Regions from separate parts of the Bombyx mori genome. Here region 1 is linked to region 2. The links are chromatin contacts, called in public Hi-C maps. All regions are on one chromosome and are shown on one strand. Each heading gives the region's core, a stretch centred on a gene start, on an enhancer-like site or on the middle of the called end of the contact. The rest is flanking DNA. Distances are from core to core; before and after follow the strand shown.

What was found. Hi-C and Micro-C count contacts between places; a contact is called where the count stands out from the background.
Region 1: a Hi-C map of midgut shows a contact between it and region 2, with 3 times the contacts expected there. The contact joins the enhancer-like site here to the promoter of Ftz-f1 in region 2. A contact is called at or near these places in 6 of 7 Hi-C or Micro-C datasets (middle silk gland, midgut, posterior silk gland and 1 more).

Annotation. Positions count from the first base shown.
Region 1 is chr1:11,293,154-11,300,119 of ASM3026992v2, reverse strand. Ftz-f1 (nuclear hormone receptor FTZ-F1) reads right to left here. Exons shown (of 7, transcript NM_001044063.3): 3 at 2,317-2,939. Among protein-coding and RNA genes, the nearest start is that of LOC732961, 21 kb to the left of the region's middle. Within about 2 kb of position 1,944, at least 8 of the 8 cell types and tissues checked have open chromatin away from gene starts, as enhancers often do.
Region 2 is chr1:11,216,048-11,222,784 of ASM3026992v2, reverse strand. Ftz-f1 (nuclear hormone receptor FTZ-F1) reads right to left here and starts at 2,018. Exons shown (of 7, transcript NM_001044063.3): 1 at 1,837-2,018. The coding sequence starts at 2,014. LOC101746258 (medium-chain specific acyl-CoA dehydrogenase, mitochondrial) reads right to left here. Exons shown (of 10, transcript XM_004929857.4): 10 at 6,590-6,737.

The DNA.
Region 1 (6,966 bases), core at 695-3,194, 77 kb before region 2:
ATACGAAAATTATTTCTTAACTTTAAAATTCTTAATTTTCAAATAAAAATACTGGCACACAATAGTTTTTTTTTAATACGCCGTTAATTGTTTTTGTGTGTTTCGGTACCCTATTTTTATAAAATTACGTGAGAAAAAATGGATAGTGTGCGAGCCCGTCAAATTTGTCGTTTACGAAATGTGTTACAACTAAATTTTAGATCTCGAAGGTGTTGCTACATCGTGCACTGCTTGCTCAACGCGATGGATCGATCCGATGTAATCAAGTTGTTCAATCGGTAAGCGAACTCAATCATTTCTCAAAGATTATGGCAATATTTTGACATTTAGTACGGTAGAGAATTGTAAAGTACTTTGCGAATATAAAAACAAAAAAAAATATTATTCAAAACTGGCAAATCTAGGAAATATTAAAATTAAAGGAAATTGTTATCGAAAGTTTTAGTTTAGATATTACTATTGTAACGCTTTAGAGGTATTATTTAATGTTGCCATAGTGTGACTAGCATCCGAGTTCCAAAAATTAAATGTTACAGGTTATGTTACATTTGAATCGATAATTGAAATTTAAGGTTTGTGGAGCGTAAATTTAGTCGCTCTAATGACTGGTCTCACTCAGTTATTAGTAATGTCGAAATCAAGGCTTGACTAATATCTAGACTACAGGAGAATGACGCGATCACGAAAGTGAAAGGCGAAATGGTAAATTTTATCATTGAAATTGTGTCACAATAAAACATGACTGTTGAAAAACAATTTTACCTCTAGAAAATGTATGTGAATCGCGATGTATATTTAAATTGGGGTTTGGTTTAATGGATTTTTTAAATTTAATGTTGATACTGATTACGAGATACGAAAATAGAATGAGGTTAATTTACATATTTAAAATCCCTAAAATTACCGTGGAAAAATAATCAAATTATTACTTGAAAAGTCGTTCTTCTATTCAAGTTCACGGCTTTGTTATATGATCAAACGTAATTTGTAAGACATTATGTAAGAGAAAGCGAAGAAAGGCCACGCAACTCGTTACGTTTCCGTAGCTATCGGTTACACTATGTGGTAAAAAGTGCTTTCTCGCGGCAAGTCGGCCACGGGCACTGTGTCAAGTGCGACGACGAAAGTGCAGCGTTGCCGCCCCGCATGCCTGCATCGTTACATCACGTTTGTCTGGAGAAAGCTTAGGTCATCAACATCTTCCCCCTTGAATTATTAAATTCGTTATGACCCCATTTTCACCGGCAACGCTTGGTATCATTTCAATATCTTTTGGAATGTGAAATTGACCTATATATATATAGTTTATATGGGTTGCAAAGGAAAACATCGAATTTCCGTAAACGCATGTAAATAGCACTTAGTTCCGTCGTCGTCTCGATTCTGAGAAAGATCGTAAATAAGACGCGTCATTTTAGCACAAACAAAAATTACTAGTTGAAGAGTTTATATCTGCTAGAAAGAGACGAGAATATTTGCTCAGACCGGCAACGTCGCCCTCCCACGTGATAGAACTGCGGCTCTTGCGTAAGCGTACGACGACCAGTGTGGCTGCCATTGCCACCACTGTTCTGTTTCTTCGTCGATTGACATCTACTACTGATTGATTGAACTCATTTATGACACCTCATAAATTGATTGTCCCCACTTAGACTTACAAACTTATTGTGCCATAGAACGAATTTAATATTTTTTATTCAGTTATTTCTGATTTCGGTGATGGTTCATTTTTTTCTCACTAAATATTCTATAGTAGCGCAAGAAACGTTGGTACTACAGAAATACCAAGCTTTCGAAGTTTAATTTGAGAAATATATCATTCTAATTTTGTAAACATGTTTGAAGTTCGGAAAAGAAAAGTAAGGGAGTATGTATTAGAAGGCGGCACCGCGGCACGCTTGTCGTGGGAACTTGACCCAGTTGGTGCGGCGTGGCGCGGACAGCGCGGTGTATCGATTGCGAGAGGTACCGCGTCGCCCACTGCGTCACACGCGCCCCTTACTCACACAGTCACCCAGTAATGAGCGCAAACTATTAGACAAATTGTTATAAACATTCGCAGAGCTAATCAATAAATCAAACAAACTTATAGCACAGCATCGCAAAGCTACATATTCGCCAGCAATTTGGTGTACACCAGGATATGGTTTAAGGATTTGGGTTAGGATAATTCATACTTATCTGCATGTTTACTGTTGATCAGGCTCTCATTGCGTCCGGAGGTCTTGATTTGGTCTTTGGATAACGGATTCCCTACTATCAGGTGGTCTCAATCTTCACCTGTTTGTGTAAAAAGTAATAATAAAAATAATTCACCTTTAAATACTTAAAGAACACTGTGTTTCTTGCCCAATCCACTTGAGAGAATAAATTTTGGTCCAGCACTTTGCACATTAACTCGAAGAGATCTACTTCGCACTGGTTATATGTTTGGCTTTGTAAGAGTCCGAACAGTGCATTCTGCCACTCGCGGTCATCGACGGTTTGTACGAATTCTCTGATCATTGGAGAAACTCGTAAAGTTTCAGTGCTAGTAGCTTCGGCTGTGCTGGATGGTGTAGCGGCGGTGTTCGATTGTGTATCGAACGTGAAAGCATCCGGCGACGCCGAGTGTGGTGAGTGGGCTTCCCACTTGTCGTGAGTTGGTGGTGGAGGTGGCTGCGGCGGCTGTGGCTGAGCCCCAAGGAGCGCTGGTCCCGGCGACGACTCAGGCGAGGACGTCAATGATGATACTTGCGGAATCTGTATCTCTTGTTTAACGGATACAGCTGTGTACGGAGAACCAAAACCAAGGACTAATCCACCATCCCCTAGAGAACCGCGCAGAGTCTGAACGGCGATTTGTCGCTGACGCATCATTTGTAGTTTACGGGCACGGTCTCGTTTGTACATAGGGCCAAATTTATTGCGACCACCGCGCATACGATCTGCTCGAACCGCTGAAAATCATAAAAAGATAACACATATAGTGATTGTAGTAAAGTTTGTGATATTTTATCAGTTCCGTTAAATATTAAGTGATTGATTCGGGACACGTTAACAAAACGAAATCATGGCATTTTTTTTAACAAATCATTGTGTCTTGAATTTAATCTCGTAATTTAATTAAATAAATCAAACTGTGCTAACTTTCTGAGATATTTCCCAAATACAAAATAATTTAGTACCTAGTCATCGGTTATTATATTTGTGCCCTGTGCACAATTAATCAAAATATTTCAGCTTTATTGTGAAAGCGTTACTACAGAATTACTACCTAAAGAACCTAAAGAATTACTACATACATACTACATTATAAAATGCAAGTATAGACTTGAACAGCATTGAACCTGGAAGCGAAGGGGCTTTCAGTGAATAGCAGAATCGTCCAACCCACGAGTTAAAAATAACAACCAGTTTTTATTGTAAGAGTGGCTAACGCGCATAGTGCGATAAGGATAGATTGTAGGGCTTCTTTAAAGGTTAAACAGAGATGGAATGTGTAACGGATTTAAAGCATTGCTATGTGCGATTCAGCCAGCCGGCTTTGTACTGCAAACCAGACTCTCATGTAGGTATTGAGATTCTAATTAGTTTTTGAATAAATCTTGTTGGATTTTTCACTAACAGAAATAAACTTTACATTTGCCAGTTAGTCTATGTTAAAAACAATAATGATTGAAAATGTACTATAATAATTCGTTTTGAGACCGATAACATTTACTAAGAGATAATAAAAATTGCTTCTATGAGTGTGGAATGTTTGTGAGTTTATGTTTTATATGTTAAACATTTCTTGAATGATAAATTATATTTAAATGCTTACTTATGTTATGAGTATTAGGATTAAGGTTTGACAAAATGCAATTTCGTACGATATGTAGGGGTTCCAATATTTTGTAAATCAATATATTTGCAATGCATAAGTTAGTATAACTTAATTAATGTGTATAAATAAACTCATAGTACTGTATTTCAATATGGTCACAGAAATTACTTTCAATCTAAATCAGATTTTTTCAATTTCCATGGGACAAAAATAATGTTTGGTCTTGAATGAATGTTATTTAGTTATAATAAACCAACTTAACTTAACAGAGATTCAGAGTTCCAGTAAGGTAAATTTCTGTTGAACTCATTGTTTATTTATACAGACTAATTAAATTGAAGTGGCAAAATTAAGTTGCGATGTAATAATTTAAAAAAAAGTATTCTTAATTATTAAGGATTACACAAAAAGTAAACATCCGTAATACTCCCACCACCAATCAATAATTTTCGTTTTAATGTTATGTTTTTATCATTTTACTAATTACCACTTGTTAAGAAGAATAGTGTGCAATTTATTATGGCAATGTCAAAAATGAACAAAATCGTAATGGGTATTTTGCGGTTAAATAGTAACATGTAAATTTTAAAACTATTTATTTTTAATTTAAAACACGTTAACAACGAACCACAAATTATTGGTAAGCATAAAATACGTTTAAATGCAACAACATTTATTTTTGTAGTCAGTAAAAAAGAGTCAATATGCATCGCGGTGTTTTAGTACGTTGTTCATAAACTTACAAATGTTTTTAAAACATTAATAAAAAACCTATTAATAGGTCTTCATTATTCGTTTAACGCAAATCTGCATTGGTCGTTTCTCGTATCATAGACACAGCTGAGAGTTTATTGATATGTAGTAGTATTTTATTAATAACTCATAATATTGTAAACGAATGAATATACTATGATAGTCGATAATGCGGTAAACGAGGTCAGTCATTTATTACTAAGCTAAACTAGATCAAGGTCAAGGTCATTTTTACAAATCAAAAACATACGTCTCTGTGACAAATAGACTTCGGGCCGAAATAGACACATACGTTTGTGTTCACCTCGCATTCTGATGTTATTTGTGGCCTGTAGCCCAATTGTCAGAGATGGGTCAAGGTCTATCTTGGGAACGAGGTCACGCAAAATCGAACGGTATCCTTGCCTCTTTTACAGCCAAAACTTTATAATGGGTGTTTAATTTAAACAATCTCAGAAATTTTAGGCTGCATGATCATCAATATGACCTTGGCATACGCGTCAGGGCCGTCAAATGAAGTAATCGTGTCAACGAGATAAAAAATAGTATGTACTGAAAGGACGGGAAGAGGTGGGGATCGCTCCTTGTACCGACGAGCCGGTGAAACTTGGTCAAGGCTGGCGGAGTGCTCACCCCGCACTCCGCGCCTCACCGTACGAATGAAGCCGGTGATGGCCGATTATTGCCGAACACCCGCACGCATACGATCGCGCGTTGAGATACCTACGTCGACGATCATTACACCATTACACAACACTGTTAAATCATCAACCGTGATGATCCGCCCAACTATGTCAAGATCTTTCATATAATACGATTGGAATTTTTAACTAGGTCTTATTAGAGTCCAAGTGGATCTTTGCCACTAACAGTATTTAAAGATTTTGCATTTGATTACTCCATGTATACACAATATATTGAACGTATTGGAGATTTTGTTAAAAACTAAAAACCCTACAATGACACATTTTATGTTAAACATAGGGAAACTGGTTTATTTCTGCTATTACAAACGGTTTTGAAGCGCAACAAAAATCCTTCTAAGATGGCGGCACTCGTAGAAATGTCGTAATAATACGACAGGTAATGCCTAAAAAATAGAAAGGCCCGGTGTGCGAGGCCGCTCTGTCGAAACACTCTATTCAGGTCAAGGCAGCGCGCCGAAATAGTCGGCTGGCGCGCGCGTTTTTATTGTGACTTAACATCTGTCCTAGCTCTGAACGCGTGACCCCTACAGTACTAGATTCACAATCGTATCGTTTAGATACCTTGCATAATAATACCATTATAAACATTAGTGGCCTTATTTAATAAGCGCGGTGGAAACTTAGGAATGGTTACGGCACGTTGTCTTCTGCATTGAAAGTCGGCTTCAAACACGATCGAAAGAGACAAAAGACGGTGTAAGCTGGAATTAGTTGCATCGCATTTGTATAACAAAGCCCTACGCCCTACGCCAAAGAGCGTTAAAATTAATTTAATCAAGTCCTTCATTCTATATCTTAAATGGGTTTAATTATTGTTGTTAGTTGTTCACGTTATGTAGGTACGAGTTCGTGAATACATAATTCATGTTTTAAGTATCTGAATTTCCGAACAGTAGTTGCAATAATTTATATCATAATAACTTTGAGTTACGTAAAACTCTGTCCACACTGCGGTCAGCGGTCCATGTAAAAACCGTCATTATTCTTCGCCATTCTACTTGCCCTACCCGGCTCGGCTTTGTTGCGCAGTGGAACAAATAGCAATATATTGAGTACACATGTGTAGGCAAGTTTTTGTTCATCACTATGTACTCTAATATTATTTTATTTGGGTTCTCTAAATTTAAATTTTGAAGTAACCATTACAATATTAATAAATGCTGAATTTAAGGCTGACGTTAACTTGGATGTGTTAATTTTCAGTAGTGATGTGACGAATTGTAAGCCCGCACGGCTTAGGTATCAGCCTTCTGTTTTCTGATGCGCAATGGATTCTTCATATATCAAACATACACGTTATGATATCTATGGGTCCCATACGCACTAACTAACCACTAAACAAACACTAAATGAAAACAATTGAAATTATGAACTTTTAAAGAAAACAATTACATTTACATACATACATATCTAAACTACCTAGGCACCTACGATAATATTATTCTCATTTCTTATTTTACAACATAAAAACACACTCTCATTTCATTAACTATAAAATTAAATAAGTTGTGTGTGTAATTAATAATTAATTTGAAAATACTAATAATATAAAGGAAATCTGGATAGATGGTTCCATTAGCATCGAATACCCATTATTATTATTTAAAGTGACTGAATAGTTTTACCAACGACTAACAATAATAATACAAAGTATCACTGAACAAAGCAATATAAAGTATCACTTAATATTTCTACATA
Region 2 (6,737 bases), core at 769-3,268:
TCAATTTATATGTAGTGTTTCATGTCTCTTTATTTAGAGCCACCTAAATACTTAAAAGCGATATCAACATTGATTTTAGTATCGATACTTTAAATAGATAGGTGATAATGTGGTATGATTAATCATGAAAGATACGATTTCATAGCTTCAAAATTTTTATGTGTACCCAAAACCTACTCCTACTCATCTTTGATCTACGGTTTTTGATAACAAAATATCAATGTAGCGTAAAGCTTAGTGTTTATATTGTATATTGAATGTCGGCGCAATATGTACATTATTACATGATAATGAAATTGCAAATAGATTCTCTATCGGTGCACTTGTCGTGAACTTTGTAAGCCGTTCGTTGGCTCGGGCCTTGAGGGAGGTCTGACAGTGTTCGTCTTTAAGCTAATTATGTGCACTTGTGGACACTAATCACTACATTATATTTGAGTTGTCTATTATCAAAGGTGGCAATCTGTGCATTTGGACAAAAACTTTTTATTGATATGTCAATACAGATTGATTTGAATATAATAGTCTCCTTTAAAGAATACGGTTCAAAACTTGCATTAAATAAAGGTTAATAGTTAACCTGTTATTTATCTAAGATGTCGTTCAGAAGAGTTTTGTGACTGCCAATGGAATACAAAGTCAATAATTCGTTTTTCTGATTTACCAATAATTGTCCAAAAGTCACATTGCCGGCTTTGATAATAGTAGACTCATTTATAGAGTTTTTAGTAACCGCTTGAACTCAACATGAGCTGTTAGATTCAAACAAGTCTGTTGACAATCAATTAAGTTCTGTTTGTTCCTTTAAAACTCATACGAAATTGTGAGCATGCGATTGTCTAAATCTCATTATTAGTTCATTAGCTCTTTTTCGTTCCTCAGATTCAGAATACATTGAAAAAAAAAGCAGTTTAAAATGGTTTCATTCAGAAACCGAACGTACCAATTTATTCAAGCTTGACGTACCTATATAACCGGGTTTAATCTTTCTACAACATACTATTACTTCGATTTCCTTAGAGCTTTATCAAATATTTAATGAGTATAGGTGACTCTGTCTGTTTAGGTGTCTATTAAGTCAATGTTGACCAGCAAGTATTCGAAGATCTTTGATTGATGTAATTCACGAAGCCATTACTGACATCTGTACTGACAGAATCAAGCAAACGTGCCCTACTGACACCGAACGAAACCAAAATGCGTGGACGCACCGTCCATTGCATACAAAACGTTCAACATCACTATTTGACAATATTCACCGCAATGTGGAAGCTAATTATACATTCATACTATTCTTAAAACACGTTCCGTGAGCCACTGTTATTCAGTAACTACTTATTAAAACTCTGTTCCACACAGCTAACTCTATCGCAGGATAACGCAAAAAACAAATGCGACGTTGCCACACCGTGCAGCCGAGCGTACGAGCAGGTAGCCTCTACAATGCATACAACACATTGTATCTACATACATATATATGTATGCGTTATTATACAACACTTGTCTTGAATGATAAAATATTTGAGTTTTGGTCCAGGCCTCATATCCCTATAACTTTTAGCGGAATCCAATTTAAATGTTCACTAAAAGCAATATGTTCACAAAATGTGACGCATAAATTTATTTTTCTCATACCTATTAAAATTTTAAGTTCTAATAAGGGTAAGACAGTAGATATAAGCTTTCAATTAGAAAATGTTTACGAAAGTCATTAAAAGTGCATGCTTCATTAGACGGATATAAGACTGAATGACTGAATTTCCGCTATATCCGCCTTTGCTACAGACTGGTACGAAAAGATAGAATTGATAATTCTAGAATGCGATGAAAACTTACCAGTTGTAGGATCTACGTAGGTAATTTTCAACTCCACGTTGGTTGTTTCGATAGATTTTGTCTCCATAGAGCTCATGGCGAATTCCAGGGGAATTTCTGTAACGATATCACCTTTTGGCTGGCTCGTGGAGGCGGCCAGACTTTGCGCTATACTCATTTTTGGAGCGTCTTCGTGCATTATACACGAATAATCTGACGAGGCGACCGTATTTTATCGCCTACAAATTCTACGATATATATTAGGTGTCTAGGGAAATATTCTATTTAAAAAATCGTCCATAAAGCGATTTTACGTTTCAAAAACAAAATGTAGGTCTCTAGGCCACTTCACTTACACTTTGATATTCCGACCGACATAACTCTGATTCAATGGAGCTACTGTACTGATGACTGACATTGAAATAAGTCGGTAAAGGGCAGCGAGAAATTAACCTAATTTGAAATAAATATGTGTCATAGCCCGTTTTAGGGATAAATAATTGCTTTAAAATATTATTTATGAAATATAATATTATAAACGATATAATGTGTATTAATATCATCAATTATAACAAATTTCAATTTGAATGTGCTTAATATATTTATTTCTGAAAAAACTACAAGCGCAATTATAAATGAAAATAATATTAAATGAATACGTATGCTTATGAATACACTCTGTTGTGTAATAAATGACCGTTTCTATTGCACAATCCTTTCACAAGGGCTCCAAATGTAGGTCAATTTTTATGAGTTTGACTGCACGAATCACTTTATTTAAAAATACGATTTTAGTTTCCGTTGGTTAAACTATTAATATTTCTTAAAGAAATTTTCGTTGATATTTTTTTAATACTGAATAATATATTCAAATTATAAAATATAAAGATGAATAAAAGAACAGTATCAGTGTTGCACATTCCGGAAACAAGTAGCGCACTCTTCAAGAAAAACACTCGAAGCAGTACGTTAGTTAGAACCTATTTTTCACAGATGGCGTTGTTCACCGTAACAATTCAAGGTTAAAGCTTTTTTACTTTTTTTTAAAACTAAACATTTTAAGTATTAATATTTTATAAATGGAATGAGCTTGTTAAAATATTAATGGATTTTCGCATCGAAAATTGTTTTTTTGCTCAACCAACCAAACACCTTAACTGAGTACGCCATCTATTGACATTGTTTAAAAAATACAATGCGTGCAACTGACCCAATTCATTTGAAGCTGTTGCAATGGTGATGTTGTAAATACAAATTAAATTATTGTCAATGACAAATTTAATTTAGCAGAATATAAATCCAATCGTCTATAAACTCTAAAATTACTTATGGCTTGTTACCTATAAAACAATTCTTCAGTACATATGAAAAGTATGTTAACATCAGACCCTTATCATCATTACAGAAGAAAGAGCAACAAAAAAATGAAGTTAGGTACCTATTTCAATAAGATTTAGTTTTACTTTTAGAAAGAGTAGCTTGTTTTAAGATATCTGCTGACCTCAACGTTAATTCAGAAACTTACCAGTGTTTTGGTTTTTCAACTGGAAACATATTTGTTGACCAATTCTTCTTGCATCAAACCGAAAGTAAAATAAGAGACTAATTTTCTAACCTAAGCATAAATTCTTGTCGTTTTAGTAAGTTTATATTTCTTGAACCCGTAATTCATTATAAAAAGCAAACACACAATAACATAAAATAAAAGTCAATTTTGTAAAATCTGTCCCTAAATCAAATATTTCAAATAATTATCATATTAGACATTTTCTTAACTCTGCGGGTTTAATTAATGACGCGTTGCTGCGTCCTGTGAATATTTGGTGAACGAATTAGACACATAATTACTTAAAATATGTAGTTTATAAACTTAAAAACACGCTTACCTAAATAGCAATTAGTTTGCTATTTACGCTAAGTAACAATTAATTTCACCTCTTTTTTAATGTTGTAACTATTCAGGCCGTATGTATAACGTAGGTATATAAGTATTATCGTCGGTCCTTGATTCGTCCCATTCCGACAGGAGCCCTCTTCTTCGATATAGCGAAGGCGTTCGACAAAGTCTGGCACAACGGTTTGATATACAAACTGTATAACATGGGAGTGCCAGACAGACTCGTGCTCATCATACGAGACTACTTGTCGAACCGTTCGTTCCGATATCGAGTCGAGGGAACGCGTTCCCGGCCCCGTCACGTCACAGCCGGAGTCCCGCAAGGCTCCGCCCTCTCCCTGTTACTATTTAGTTTGTATATCAATGATATACCCCGGTCTCCGGAGACCCATCTGGCGCTCTTCGCCGATGACACCGCCATCTACTACTCGTGTAGGAAGAAGGCGTTGCTTCATCGACGACTTCAGACCGCAGCTACCACCATGGGACAGTGGTTCCGGAAGTGGCGCATCGACATCAACCCCACGAAAAGCACAGCGGTGCTCTTCAAAAGGGGTCGCCCTCCGAACACCACGCTGAGCATCCCTCTCCCGACTAGGCGCGTCAACACCTCCGCTCCCGCCATTCGCCCAATCACGATGTTCGACCAGCCCATACCGTGGGCCCCGAAGGTCAAATATTTAGGCGTCACCCTCGACAGTAGGATGACATTCCGCCCTCACATCAAGACGGTACGCGACCGTGCCGCCTTCATTCTAGGACGTCTCTACCCGATGATATGTAGGCGAAGTAAAATGTCCCTTAGAAATAAGGTGACACTCTACAAAACTTGCATACGCCCCGTCATGACCTATGCAAGTGTGGTGTTCGCTCACGCGGCCCGCACTCACTTAAAATCATTCCAAATTATTCAATCCCGTTTTTGCAGGATAGCCGTCGGAGCCCCGTGGTTCGTCAGGAACGTCGACCTCCATGACGACCTGGACTTAGAGTCCATCAGTAAGTATCTACAGTCGGCGTCGATGCGCCACTTCGATAAAGCGGCACGACACGAGAACCCTCATCGTGGCCGCCGGTAACTACATTCCCGATCCTGCGGACAGAATGGAAAGCAGTCGACGTCGCCCAAAACACGTCATCTCGGATCCTCCCGATCCACTAACGGTGCTTTTAGGTACTTCAAGCACCGATCACCGTTCTCGTCGAACCCGTCGCTTGCGACGAAGGGCTCGACGAGTAAATTAACTCTCAGACACAGCCCACTGAGTTTCTCGCCGTATCTTCTCAGTGGGTCGCGTTTCCGATCCGGTGGTAGATTCTGCGAAGCACGGCTCTTGCTAGGGTTCGTGTTAGCAACGTCATCAGGTTTGAGCCCCGTGAGCTCACCTACAAACGTTAGGGTTACGCTGAAATAGCCTCTCAAGGCTCTCAGAACAGGTAGGAAAAAAAAAAAAAAATCTTGATTCGTGTGCAAATTTTAAAGTTATTTGGAAATGTTGAAGCCGATGAAAATTATGTTCAATGATTCCTTTACATGAAACTAAACACACTAAGATACATACATACAAAGCTAATAAAAGCGTGCTAAAAATAGTACCTACCCACAAGACAACAAAATTTGTACCCAAAGATCGAACACAGCACAATCGTATGACTACGAATTCTTGGCGTCTTTTCTGTAACATTATGGTCCCTCCAGATTTGCACTAAGGAGGTAAGTTTACTTCAATCCAAAAAATATATATTTTATTTTAAAACTATAAATATAATGCTTCTTTGTAAGTAATAACTGACTTATGCAATACGAAAATATTAGATATTTTGAGTTGCATATTTAATATAAGTCGAGGGACGCGAATCGGGAATAATATATAAGCCCTCATATCTGTATATAGCCAGGCTTTGCGTCACGGAGGCGAACCAAGAACGAAATAAAAACATGAAAGTATACACCGGACAGTCTACATTGTTAATTGTTATCATTCCAGAACTGTCTGTGCAATTTTTCTTGCATCTGCTTAAGACGACGACGAACGAAGTTAGGGCTCAATTCTTGTGAAGTGATTACTGGAATCCACAGACGTGAATGTCGCCACCCACCGTGAAACATGAAGCCGAGATCTCGATTGTGTTATATTTTGATTATCCCATCATTTAGAGTGGAGCGCATGATTATTAACACTCAACAGAAATAAGCAGGATGTAGGTGTCTACTCGCGTCGACTCGATATCAACAAGCTTGCAGATTGATCAACTTGCAAGTAGCCACTGCTAGTTATAGGGCTACCTCGAATTTCGCCACATTGGCCAGTCTTACCTTACCTGCAATCAACACATTCCCGCGACCTTCACTAGATCATTTATCCGATTTATGGAAGACGTATTTAGCGTTTGTAGATTAATTTAATTAGTAGTTGTCATTTTGAGAATTAACTACATACCTAAACGATTAAGACTAACTATTCCCTCTGCTGAAGTGCGACATGTCAACTATAATCCCTTCTATTGTTTTAAGAGCTGTGGTAATCTAAAGGTACATAACTATGAAGGATTTTGTAAAGGAGTTTTATAATTATGTTATAATAGTTAATGTGATTAAGCCAATTAAACAAGGGTCCTCCTCGTGTCTGAGGGTCGGGAACACTTCCACCAATTTCTTTTTCGCGATGTTGTGCCATCTCATCTTGACTTAATATCTCTATTACCTAAGCAATATACGATGTAAAATTATATTTACAAAAAAGCACCTAATACCATTATATTGCACATTACATATAAGATATTATGTTGTTTTGTTATAAATAAGGCAAATATAAAGCATATAATGAAAATAAAAACTCATGTATACATTTACGCCAGGAAAACAAAAAGAAAGCGTCGTTTTGCATTATTTTTTATTGGGTCTTTGTATAAATTTGATAACTTAATAATAATTAAAATAACTTTTGGAAAAACTTACAAACGTACAAATCTATAAGAAAAACAGACTTGTGTCATACATAGAGTCAGGGTAATGAACTCTATA